Linked DNA regions of Mus musculus: region 1 is linked to region 2. Evidence: chromatin contacts called from public Hi-C data. All regions are on one chromosome and are shown on one strand. Each heading gives the region's core, a stretch centred on a gene start, on an enhancer-like site or on the middle of the called end of the contact. The rest is flanking DNA. Distances are from core to core; before and after follow the strand shown.

The links. A called contact is a pair of places that touch in the nucleus more often than the background predicts.
Region 1: a Hi-C map of nephron progenitors shows a contact between it and region 2, with 3 times the contacts expected there. The contact joins the enhancer-like site here to the promoter of Lyz2 in region 2. A contact is called at or near these places in 4 of 39 promoter capture datasets (the 3T3-L1 cell line, 3T3-L1-derived adipocytes and macrophages), 1 of 15 datasets of contacts at CTCF or cohesin (pro-B cells), 13 of 484 Hi-C or Micro-C datasets (the AML12 cell line, the Ba/F3 cell line, the HL-1 cell line and 8 more), 2 of 115 datasets of contacts at active chromatin or transcription factors (both in embryonic stem cells) and 2 of 9 other capture datasets (adipose tissue and liver).

What each region holds. Positions count from the first base shown.
Region 1 is chr10:117,391,642-117,398,812 of GRCm38.p6, reverse strand. No RefSeq gene overlaps it. Among named protein-coding and RNA genes, the nearest start is that of Cpsf6, 18 kb to the right of the region's middle. Within about 2 kb of position 5,467, at least 176 of the 459 cell types and tissues checked have an H3K27ac peak or open chromatin away from gene starts, as enhancers often do. A contact at or near this core is called in the AML12 cell line, the Ba/F3 cell line, adipose tissue and 4 more, where this site is marked.
Region 2 is chr10:117,280,488-117,286,726 of GRCm38.p6, reverse strand. Lyz2 (lysozyme 2) reads left to right here and starts at 4,455. Exons shown (of 4, transcript NM_017372.3): 1 at 4,455-4,620; 2 at 5,922-6,086. The coding sequence starts at 4,485.

The DNA of each region.
Region 1 (7,171 bases), core at 4,218-6,717, 110 kb before region 2:
GCATGAGGCATTTTCTTAATTAGTGATTCCTGGGGAAGACTCACCCCATTGTGGGTGTTTCTATCCCTGGGCTGGTGGTCCTTGATTCTCTAAGAGAACAGGCTGAGCAAGCCACAGGGTGTGAGGCAGAAAGCAGCACCCCTCCGTGGCCTCTGCATCAGCTCCTGCCTCCAGTTTCCTGCCCTGTTTTCCTTCGGTGATGTACAGAGAGACATAGAAACTTAAACCAAGTAAGTCCTTTATTCCCCATGCTTCTTTGGCCATGGTGTTTTATCACAGCAGTAGCGACACTAAGACAGCATCTTAAATATACCCTATACGTTCACGGAGCCTTTTGTCCCCTGAGCGGCAGTGTTCAGTGGGACCTGTGGGCAGGGAGCACACCCTAAGGACTGAAACATCATCAATGATTGGTCCAATGATGGGTTCATGGATTAGCGAAGCCCGATCTCATGGGGGAGGAGAGGCAGGAAGTGTAGGAGGCGAGGCCCACTTAGAGAATACTATGGTTTCCTGTTTCCGCATCAACCCGCCCTTCCTTCTCTGCTGCCCTGCTACCACGAGCTACATGGTTTTGCTCCACGATGCTCCTGGTTGTGCAGCTCTGCCTCCTCACAGGCCAAAAAGCAGCCGAACCAGCGTGCCATGGACTGAAAGTTCTGGAAACACGAGCCAAATATGCCCTTTCTCCTTTACATGGGTTTACTCTTAGGGGTTGTGTCGCAGCCACGAGAAGTAAGCACATTATGTCTGTTTTCCTTATAAGGTCCACATGATTCCTCAGCCTCCAGCCAATTTCCCTAAGTTAAAAAGGAGAAATAGGAAGAAAAAAAAATTTTTTAAGGTAAGTTTCAGTGTGTGACCTAGGCTTATCTCAAACTTCTGGGCCCAAACAATCCACCATTCAGTCCTTCCACCTCAGCCTATTGGGTAGCTAGAACTAGAAGCAGGCGCCAGAGAAGCCTTCCGTGAGTGGTGAAGTTCTGGGCTGGAGAGATGGCTCAGCGGTTAAGAGCCCTGACTGCTCTTCCAGAGGTCCTGAGTTCAAATCCCAGCAACCACGTGGTGGCTTACAACCATCTGTAATGGGATCTGATGCTCTCTTCTGGTGTGTCCGAAGACAGCTACAGTGTACACACATATATTAAATAAATTAATAATAATAGTAATAATAATAATACTAATAATAGTGGTGAAGTCCTGAACCAACGTCACAGCCATGTCTAGAACCAACTACTCAGGCCCACCAGACCCACAGGCATGGCAAAGCCCTGCCCTCACACCCAGGGTAAGGTTGAGAGGGATGTCAAACCCTTCCTTTGGTCCAAGTTCAAATGGTAACAATGTATCCAACAATTGTTAACAAACCATGGATCATGTGTTTGAAAAAACTAGCTTCCTTCTTTCAGCGGTTTTCAGCCTGAGACTTGTTCCCATGCAGAAGCAAGCTAACTTTTCCGGTCTGTGCTGGCCACCATAAAAGCATCGAGGTTCCAGGTTGTTGCGTAGTAGGGTGTCACTCCATCAGAGTGTGCACACCCACGTGGTCCCGCATGTGTCTGGGTGTCTTTTCTTTCTTTATCCCCCCCCCCGCCCCCCCCCCCACACCCAGTCAGATTTCCCAGCGCAAGTTGTGTGGGAAGTGCGACACCATAGAGCTTAGCTTCTGCTGCTGCTGCTGCTGCTGCTGCTGCTGCTGCTGCTGCTGCTGCTGCTGCTGCTGCTGCTGCTGCAGCTAGTACTGCTTACTGTTTAGAAGAAGACTACGAAGTGCAGAGCAGCCTCTGATTTGTTACAGTCCTCAAATCCCACGGTGTAATTGCTGCAACGACAACGAAGTCTGCTCTGGTAGTGGAGTACATTTCTGTTATCCCACCTGGAATGTCACACAGACTAATTTCCGTTCAGTTTAACTCTTTCTGGTTGTGTCCAGTGAGACAGACGCACTCCCACAACCGGCTGAGTTTGAGGCTTCTTTTCGAACACCTTTAGATCTATTGTATCTGCCAACTGTCTCATTTCCTACTGTATACAGATGCGCTCCAGGACAGGGCTCCACCCTAAGCTGCTCCCCCCCCTCCCCCCCCCCCACTCCTCCTCTTCCCAGTTTCTCCTGCTCCGCCCTCCACATCCTGTACGGAAACCCGATAGCCTACATGATTCCTTACCTATTTCTATATTTTATGGAGCTGTTCCTGTAAGGTGACCGACCTCCAAAGTGGTGATTATGTTGCTCTTCTGAATGTCACAGAGGTGATGCTGCTGCTGAACCGAGCCCGCTGTGCCTTCTCCAACTCAGTCGCATCCTGGATCATTCGATGGTCACTGCTCTTGATCTACTTGAGTTTTTTTTTTTTTTTAAGATTTATTTATTTATTATATCTAAGTATACTGTCGCTGTCTTCAGACACCCCAGAAGAGGGTATCAGATCTCATTACGGATGGTTGTGAGCCACCATGTGGTTGCTGGGATTTGAACTCAGGACCTCTAGAAGAGCAGTCAGTGCTCTTACCCGCTGAACCATCTCTCCAGCCCTAGTTGAGCAATTTTTGCTCGCTGAGTTTATATATAAATTCTCCAATACAGTCACCATGTAGTTTTTATTTTATTTTATTTTATTTTATTTTTATTTTTTACTTATTCATTTTACATCGGGCCCAGTCAGCCCCTGCCACAATCCTTACATGCCCCTGCCTTCTCTTCTGAGTGAGTGGGGGCTCCCCTGGGTATTTCCCTACCATGGCACTTCAAGGCTCTGTGAAGCTAGGTGTTTCCTCTCCCACTGAAGCCAGCATCAGATATTTTAGTGACAATGACCATTAACCCCATTACCAATATGAAGGTCTCTGGAGTAATCACACATATTTTTTTTTTTTTTTGCATGGAAAATACAAGATAAGCCTAGTTTCAAGAGTGAAAATACAATGCCATAAAAACCATTTTGTCAGGCGGTGGTGGCATATGCCTTTAATCTCAGCACTCAGGAGGCAGATCTCTATGAATCTGAGGCCAGCCTGGTCTACAGAGTGAGTTCCAGGACAGCTAAGGCTACACAGAGAAACCCTGTCTCAATAAATAAATAAATAAATAAATAAATAAATAAATAAATAAATAAAGTAGACTAGAATAGATAATATATGCATTAGACTGATGAAAATTTTCTCTCTATAGAAAATTGCACTATGTATTATGTGCTTGGATAGGTGGGGAAAAGATACTTATAATGATGTCATTTAGAAACATTTTATTATTGGATATTAAGTATACAAAATAATAGGGCTGGAGTTCTCTCAGGCAGGCAAATACTATGAGCATAACAACCTCCATCACCTTCTGGCCTGTCCCTGGCACTCCCAGCTTCTTCCTACTTCCACACATCCCACACTCAGATTAAGAGAGAACACACAAGACGTGTCCTTCTGAGTCCATTGCTCCTTTTAGTGTTCTTGTTAGTGTTCTGGGGAGTTTAAGATAGGGTTTCTCTATGTGGCTGAAGCTAACGACAAGCTTGCTGTCTTCCTGTCTCCACTTCTTAAGGGCTGGGGTTATGAACATGGGGTTATATATCTGGCTAGGATACAATTTTGCCAAAAAACACATGGCACATTTATTCAGATCCAATAAAGTACCTGGAAGGAGAGATAGGAAGTATTAGTTAGAATGCCATCCTTCCTTTTGCTTTTTAGGATACATATACTCTATAATTATTGCATATTAGTCTCCTATAGAATATAGATAAAGAGTTATTTCCCGTGGGTGGAGGCATAAAGGGAATTACTCAGGAAGATACACATGCTAACACCAGTTATTGCCACACAATGACTTTCTTTTAAAAAGAATTATTTATTTTACTTATATGAGTACACTGTGGCTGTCTTCAGAAACACCAGAAGAGGGCATCAGATCTGTTTACAGATGGTTGTGAGCCACCATGTGGTTGCTGGGATTTGAACTCAGGACCTCTGGAAGAGCAGTCAGTGCTCTTAATTGCTGAGCCATCTCTCCAGCCCACAATGACTTTTTTTTTTCATCTTAAGTTTTTTCATGTGTTTAAACAGTTTTTTGAGAAAGATACACCGATGGCTTCTTTCTTATTTATGACTTTTTTCTCCTAAATTCTCTTTGACTTACTGTTGGTATAGCTGAGCTATTTCCATTTTACCTGGTATGTGCTTGCTACACCTTTTTTTGTACCCAGTCCTCTCCCCTTTAGTGTTGAAATGAAGCACTGGCATGCTACCTAGGCTGGCTGTGGGAGCCTCTTGCACCAATGCCCTAAGTTACTGGGAACAACAGTGTGCCACTGAGCGCCCCCCCCCCGCCCCCCAGGAACCTGTTAAGTGTGTGTTTTGTTTTTTGGAGCTAAGGTTTCTCTGTGTAGCCCTGGCTGTCCTAGAACTCACTCTGTAGACCAGGCTGGCCTTGAACTCACAGAGATTCACCTGCCTCTGCCTCCCATGTGCTAGGATTAAAGATTCTCACCCCTGTCTTTATTGATGTGAAGGCTGTATATTATGTCTGTAACAACCAGTGTATAGCTTAGTTCTATTTATTCTGCCATCTTCAGCATATTGGTGTTTGTGTACATGTTTTGTTATAACTCTGTTGTGTAACATTCAAGGCAGTAAAAGGGATTGAGGGGATCAAAACTTTTATCTCTATTTATTAAAACGGTAAAAATAGTCTCTGAACCAGGCGAGGTAGAGGTGGTGCACGCCTTTACGCCCACCACTCGGGAGGCAGAGGCAGGTGAATCTCTGGGAGTTCAAGGTCAGCCTGGTCTACAGAGTGAGTTCCAGGACAGCAAAGGCTACACGGAGAAACGGTCTCGAAAACCGAAAAAGAAAAAGAACGTAACTACTTCGACAACAACAACACAGCAAAAAAACATATTCTCAGTATGCTCTTAGCAGAATTCTAAGCGTGTCGAGCTCCTCTCTTCAGCTATAGATGTGCTCTGGGGCTACGCCCCCCACCCCACTTCCCTCCACCCTCGCGCAGGGGGAGCCATCTGAATCTCCTAACCTCCTCAGTTTCCTGAGTCTTATAAGTTTGGTCGCTTTCCTGAATTTCCTAACTTTACTTCTGTGTGTCAGGAGCCTCCCTCCTCCCTCAAGGAGCCAACGTTTCAACTCAGAGGAAACAGGGTTTGAAGTTGATCGTGAGCAGAGTGATGCAGGAATTTTACTCCCTTAGGTTCTCCGCACGGCCGGGTCATGTGACCCGGGCCTTGCAACCCCCCCCCCTCGCTCCCCCCCCCCCGCCCTCCGCCCACTTTCTCCCCTCACAGTTACTTGATGACTTGAGGACACTCTTTGTCCCTGCAGGCTCCTTGGCGGTGGTTGCTCGTCCTGCAGCGTTTCGTCATCTTCCGTTTACTTTCTTTTAGACATGACATAGATCTTCCTAAGTGGTTACGTCATCGTCAAAGTCTCCTCTAGTTCACCCCACGGACAGGACCGTTTGCTTCCTGCCAGCTTTTGGCTGACATAACTTCCGAGGGATTTTCAAAGCAACATCCACACTCTGCTCAAGGGTTATCAGTTCTCTGAACACATAGTTTGTAATTTGAGTTGATGCTTGCGAAGCACTTACCTCAGGGACCGGTATAAATTGCTTTGTACTCAATAATTGTTGGCTCTTTTCCATCCCCTTGTCACCAATAAATACTCCACTTGAGGGAGGTGTTTTTATCTCTCTATTATTTCCCCCCCCCCCCCCCCCCCCCCCCGTTCAAACAGGTCAACTGCGGTTAAGCAGCTCTTGCTTAAAGCAGCACAGCTGGGAAGTGAGTGTGGCGACTCCTGCCTGTCGCCTTAGGTCGTTGGCTGAGAGAAGATTACTTCAGCCCAAGAGTTAAAAATCAGTCCGGAACAGAAAATGTAGTACATTTACACAGCAGAGTACTACTCAGTTATTAAAAACAATGGATTTATGAAATTCTTGGACAAATGGATGTATCTGGAGGATATCATCCTTAGTGAGGTAACCCAATCACAAAAGAAGTCATTAGATATGCACTCACTCATAAGTGGATATTAGCCCAGAAACAGAACACCCAAGATACAATTTGCAAAACACAAGAAAATCAAGAAGAGGGAAGACCAATGGGTGGATACTTCATTCCTCCTTAAGATAGGAAACAAAATACCCATGGAAGGAGTTACAGAGACAAAGTTTGGAGCTAAGACGAAAGGATGGACTATACAGAGACTACCCCACCCAGGGATCCATCCCATAATCAGCCACCAAACCCAGACACTATTGCATATGCCAGAAAGATTTTGCTGAAGGGACCCTGTTACAAGCTGTCTTGTATGAGTCTATGCCAGTGCCTGGCAAATACAGAAGTGGATGCTCACAGTCATCTATAAGATGGAACACAGGGCCCCCAATGGAGAAGCTAGAGAAAGCACCCAAGGAGCTGAAGGGGTCTGCAACCCTATAGGTGGAACAACAATATGAACTAACCAGTACCCCCAGATCTCGTGTCTCTACCTGCATGTATAGCAGAAGATGGCCTAGTTGGCCATCATTGGGAAGAGAGGCCCCTTGGTCTTGCAAACTTTATATGCCCCAGTACAGGGGAATGCCAGGGCCAAGAAGCAGGAGTGAGTGGGTAGGGAAGCAGGGTGGAGGGAGGGTATAGGGTACTTTTGGGATAGCATTAAAGAAAATATCTAATAAAAAAAGAAAGAAAGAAAGAAATCAGTCTGGAAAACACAGTGAAACCTGCGTTCAAAAATAAATAAATGAAAACAAAACAACCCCCGCCCTCCAGGAAGAGCAGCAGAGGAGTACCTCAAAGCAAGGTGTAACCCACATCTTTGCACACCAGATCTCCCTGAGTCATAATGGAATCTTATTGACATAGTGGTCCAGACCAAGCTAACATTACAGTAAAATACTTACAGAATAGTAAAGTGAACAAATTCTTTTATCATTTATTTTTTCCCAAAGACTTATTTATTTATTATATATAAATACACTGTAGCTGTCTTCAGACACACCAGAAGAGGGCATCAGACCCCATTACAGATGGTTGTGAGCCACCATGTGGTTGCTGGGAATGGAACTCAGGACTTCTGGAAGAATAGTTGGTGCTCTTAACCACTGAGCCATCTCTCCAGCCCCCCCCCCCTTTTTTTTTTATCATTTCTATGTGGTTTT
Region 2 (6,239 bases), core at 3,206-5,705:
ACATGGTTACTCACAACCACCTGTAATGAGATCTAACACTCCCTTTTGGTGTGTCTGAAGACAGCTACAGTGTACTTGTTTATAATAATAAATAATTCTTTGGGCCAGAGCAAGCAGGGCCAGAACAAGTTGGTCCAAGTGGAATGAGCATGATTGGCCAGAATGAGCATAGGTCTTAAATTCAATTCCCCACAATGACATGAAGGCTCACAACCAACTGTACAGCTACAGTATACTCACATACATAAAATAAATAAATCATTCTTTAAAAGGAAAGAAACTGCACAGTCAGAAAAGAGGGAGTGGGGCGCCAAATGCCTCCTTCCAAGCCCGGGGACTTGATTTCAAACCCGGGATGCACAAGATAAAAGATGAAATGCACACATCACATGTCTTAGTGACTCCTAAACATCTTCTCCATCACCTTGTGATTGGTCTGATAAAGAGCTGAAAGGTTAGAGGTCAGCAGGAGGTAGAAGGTGGGACTTCCAGGAGGAGAGTGGAACTCTGCGAGAGTCAGGTGTGAGGTGAAGGGATGCAGAGGAAGAAGCTCGCTGGCACTGAAGGAGACATAAATTATGAGCCTCCTGCCAGAGCATAGTAATACATATGGGTTAATTTAAGTTGTAAGAGCTAGTTGGAAACAAGAGTTAGCTAAGGGCTAAAGCTATAATTAATAAATACAAATATTTGTCTTTATTCAGAGCTGGGGAGTGCATAGAAAGTCGATATCCTTATACACATATATTGATTAATGTACTTTTTAAAACATTAATGAAATCAGGAGGGACCTCCAACTAGCTTCATTCTGTCTCGGTCATGTCTGAAACATTCCCGTGGTGATTGCTGCCCAGCGGAGGTTTTCCTTCAGAGGCACCGGGCTCTGCCCTAGCGTGTTGGCTGATAGGTAGGTGGTGCCTACCCAGCCTCCTCAGCAGCTGCAGACCGCACAGCAGAGACTTCTTGCCACTGCTCTGGGCTTCCTGCTCAGGAGTGAGTGTGCAGTCTCTCAGTGTGAAATGCGTTTTTATAAACACCAAGACTTATTTTGTCCCCTGCTCATTATGTTGCTCTTCCTTCTCTGATCTCTCCAAGGCTGTCATTGTGACTGTTTTTCATTTTCTGTTGCTGTTTCCTCTTAGTCCTTTCTGTTTGGTTTTTCCTTCAGTAGCGTCTATCTAGTACTTGCCATCTTTGGTTGACCATGGAGCCTTAAGCACTAAGGACCTGAATGGAAAGCCCAAGATCAGGGCAAGCCATCCCAGAAGAAGTGGAGTAAAGCTGGTGTTTCTCTGTGGGCCCAAATATTAGCATCACTGAGCGTTTTCTCCAGCTTCAGACAGGAGTCCTTGAGGCTGCCTCTTTTCTGAAGGATCGTTGTATCAGACAGAAATAGGGACACTTGAGTCCAAAGGGAGCTGGTGGAGAGTGATGAGTGAGTGGTTGGCACTTGTAATCCCAATACTGTGATGAGGAACAGGCTGCACCAGAGGAGTTTCTGGAGCCTAAAGAGCCCGAAGTATCCCTAGATAAACTAGGGAAGGGAAACCGCTGTCCTCTGCTACACCCAATTGCAACACACCCCACTACCCCCTCCTGCTAAGAGGAACAAGTAAGAGTGGAGAGATGGGAAAGAAAGAGAAGTAGGAAAGTGTGTGCAAAATGAGGAGAGGCAGAGCTGGTGATGTGTTGTTCATGATTAGAAAGGATGTGAGTAGCCTGTCCTGCCACTTGAAGCCATGGTTTGGTCCTGGCCCATGATGCCACTGAGGACAGTGTCTGGGTTTGTGGCTATATAGCAGGGGTGGTCTATGTCGATGTTATCCCTGAAGGTCATATGGACATCCCTGTTGTGGGCTGCCATCAGGTACCATGTTTATGTCCAAGGGATGCCCAGAGCTGGCCGTGCCCCACAATGGCTGCTGCACTTGCCAAAGCAGGCCCTACCCCTCAGCTACAACACTCTGGAGAGTGGCTCCACACTTCACAAAACTTAAGGCATATCTGTGGATCCCTCGAAGGGCTCTGCACAGGGAGTGGCTTGAGTGGTGTTACTCGCAGCGAAGTTGAAAGGTAGGAGTGGGGAACAGGAAGGCCTGCCATGGAATCTGCGTCTTGTTTGGATTTAAACAGCTTTGTTCTGTTAGGCCAAGGGAAAATGACCAAGAAAGTGTTTCCCAGGAAGGCACGAATTTGTGCCTGTTGGTGAGAAACGTGTGTTCATTCTGTCCCATTTGACAGTATAAAAAGCACTCTTTTTAGAACCTTTAGTGATCATTTGAACCGTGCATATGTGTGGCTGTGTGCATGAGAACTAGTGCCACCGAGCCCAGAAGAAGTGGACAACCATGGAGCTGGAGACACAGGCAGCTTCCAGCTGACTGATGTGGTGGGAATCAAACTCGGGTCCTCTGGAGGAGCAGCAGTGCTTTCAAATTCGGAGCCACTTCTCTAGGCTCCAAAGCACTCTTTCTCATTTATTAAAGTACCAGGAATCACTAGAATTAGTACTGAATATGATGGAATCTTCCTTTTGCACTTAATGCTGGAAATTAAGATATGGTATTAAAAGGTTTTCCTGCAGAGACCTGTACCCAAATGTGTAAGAGGAAAACTGTCCTTGTGGGCTGCAGAGACGGCTCAATGGTTAAGAGCACTGACTGCTCTTCTGAGAGGTCCCAAGTTCAATCCCCAAAAACCACATAGTGGCTCACAACCATCTCTAATGGGATCCAGTAACCTCTTCTGGTATATCTGAAGACAGCTATAGTGTTCACATATACATAAAACACATATAATAAAAAACATAGCAAAATTTATATAACTTACCAAATAAAACATCTAGTATATAGCAAATTTCTGTGTAGGACAAATTTCTACCCAAAATTATGGGAATTTGCTATTTTACTATTAAATCTCTTGCTCAGCCTATTATCTGAAGGGGATAATAAAATAAGATTAAATCTTGTCACTGTCCGTATCTCCTGCTCCAGGACAAATAATTTAGGACATCTAAATCAGTCCTTCCCTTTTTTCCTTTTCTTTCTTTCTTGTTTTTTGTTTTTCTGAGACAGAGTTTCTCTGTGTAGCCCTGGCTGTCCTGGAACTCACTTTGTAGACCAGGCTGGCCTCAACTCAGAAATCCACCTGCCTCTGCCTCCCAAGTGCTGGCATTAAAGGCATGCAACACCATGCTCGGCTAGCCCTTCCGTTTCTAATCGGCACACTAGACCAGTACATTCAGTGTGTCTCAGGGTGACAACCGGAAGTAAGGAGCCTCCTCACCCAGCACAGTAACTGCATGAGTGATGATTAGGGAGAGGGCAAAGGGATGGCTTTGTGTGCACCATAGAGTCTGTCCCCTAGTCCAGGGCCAGGACCCAGTGCTTGGCTTTCCAACAGTGTTGTTTTCTAAGGATGCCCACAGGGACTGGAGAGATGGCTCATCACTGGAGAGCACTCATTCTCCCATAGTACCCAGGTTCAATTCCTCAGCACCCATGAGTATGCCCACAGCTGTCTGTAACTCCACCCCAAGGATCTGACACCCTTTTCTGACCTCCGTAGGATCAGGCACATAGGGGATGCACAGACATACATGCAGGCAAGAATGTCTATACACATAAAACACAAATAATAATTGAAAACTAAAAACCACACATTCCATTTGTTGTCATTTTTGTGCCATTCTCTTCTGAAATACAGCCTAATATTTCCTTTTCTTTTTTTTTATTTTAGACATAGAAAAAACATACAGTCCAGTTTTCTGTAAGTAACACACAGGGAAATGCTTTTTAAATAATTAAGAGCACTGGTTTAAAACGAATGTTAGCTGACCATAGTTGGATGTTGGACTCAGTATTAAGCATACCTTGCTGTGTTGTTCTGTGCTGAGGACCCACTGGGATGTGAGTGTATTAGTCAGTAGAGGATCCACCATGGCAAGGAGTAAGGAATGTCCCAGCTCAGGAATCAAGTGGCAAATCTTTTCCCTTTTCTTGATCGTGTTCAAAATACACTTTACAGATGCTTTCACTCCAATCTCCTACACTAAAAACACAGATCTACTACCTTTGCTGGGCAAGAGAGGGATGAAATTCCTGCAAAATAGAACTTTAGGGATATGCTGAAGAAAAAGGATAAATGCATTCCAAGAGATGAGGAAAAACAGAAGCCATTATTTCACAGCAGCATTGCAGACTAGCTAAAGGCAGAAGGGAGAGACTCTGGAGTGTCTCAAATGTTTAAGCATTTTAAAATAAATACTGTATGCTTATTCTTGGGCTGCCAGAATTTCTCTCATCACATAAATGAAGAAGGAAGATCAAGTGCTGAAGTCCATAGATCGGTAGGAACTTCCTGTTTTGCACACAGCTCAAATGTAGGAAACCACAAGCTGTTGGGAAAGGAGGGACTTGGAGGATGCTTAAATAGCAGGCATGCTTTCTCTAGTCAGCCAGCAGCTGACCCAGCCTCCAGTCACCATGAAGACTCTCCTGACTCTGGGACTCCTCCTGCTTTCTGTCACTGCTCAGGCCAAGGTCTATGAACGTTGTGAGTTTGCCAGAACTCTGAAAAGGAATGGAATGGCTGGCTACTATGGAGTCAGCCTGGCCGACTGTAAGTCTCTTCTTGATGGCTCCAGCTAATCGCTCAGAACAGGGACAGGGGAGCAGTGAGTGACCAGAGAGGAAACTGCAGCATACACTGTCATGGTTGTTCCCTGTGTGACTGAGGTCATTTGACAGAAAGCATCAGTTTTTGTCTTTTGAATTAGAGATGCTGGGGTGAGGGCTTGGAAGGGACATTGTGTGCCATGGTAAGGCAACAGGACCTGAGGGGCTCAGGGACTGTCACTAAATTTTCTGTTGCTTCAGACTCAACATGAGTAAGGGGGCTGAGAAGAGATGGGAGAGTCAGCCAGAGATCCTGGACTGACATGGTATTTGTCTTCACTTCTCTTACCGTGGTGTGTAACTTTTGAGATACGTTTTTTGACCTATGTGCACAAGTCAGAGCGATCCTATTTGCCCCTAATTGGTGGATAAATGAGGTTCTCAGAAACTGAGTATTAAGTGACTTAGCAGCGTTCTTGATTCTGGGGTGGCCTTTAGCGTCACACAAGGAAAGATGTGGAGGAGGAACAGTTCCTCGTGGCTTACGTCATCTATGTTATCACAATCAGATTCCATTGAGGTGCCTGCTACTGAGCAGAGTGATGTGTGTGTGGATGGATGGATGGATGGATGGATGGATGGAGGGATGGATGGATGGACCTGCAGAATAGCCTTTTCTGTCCTGAGGTTCTTGCTTTATGTATTCTCACTAGACATTTGTGATGGTGTACAATCCTGGAATCCAAGCAATGGGAGGCTGAGGCAGGAGGTTGCAAGCTCAGGGGGGCAGGGGTGATGGTAAAAGCAATGAGAGAATTACCTATTTCATTTGGAAGGCAGTGGGGTTTCACCACAGAGCACTGGCTGACCTAGAACTTGCTATGCAGACCAGGCTGGTCTCAAACTCACACAGACTCACCAGCCTCTGCCTAACAACTGCAGGAAATAAAACTGAGCACCACTGGGGCAGGGTTACGTTTTAAAAGGCCCTTAACCTGGTTATTCTTTGATTTGTCCTCCAAGGGGTTTTCTTTGGGGCACTTGAAAATTACTCGCTGATTGGGCACAGCAGTTCTACCTACCTGAAGGACAGAGGCAGGAGGATCACTTGTCACCAGAGACTACCCTAGGCAACACAGCCAGACACAGGCTGAACTAGTGGTAGCATATTCTATAATTTAACCACATGATTGTATTTCTAGTACATCACTTCTAAAATTCAGCCAGCTCAAAAGGCTGATTTTGGTATCAAATATGGATCATTTGCGGTTGATGCTTATTGATAAATTTTCTTTTCCTTCTCAGGGGTGTGTTTAGCTCAGCACGAGAGCAATTATAACACACGAGCTACAAACTACAACCGTGGAGACCAAAGCACTGACTATGGGATATTTCAGATCAATAGCCGATACTGGTGTAATGATGGCAAAACCCCAAGAGCTGTGAATGCCTGTGGGATCAATTGCAGTGGTAAGAAATGGTGGGGTACAGTGCTAACAAACAACCATTCTGCTCTTTCTGCAAGAGCAGAGATTCTGTGCAGGAGGAGTAACACTGGGAGAAGCATCAGGAACCTGGGGAAGCTGCCTTCACTGTTAGAGAGTCATCAAATGAACCAAGTAG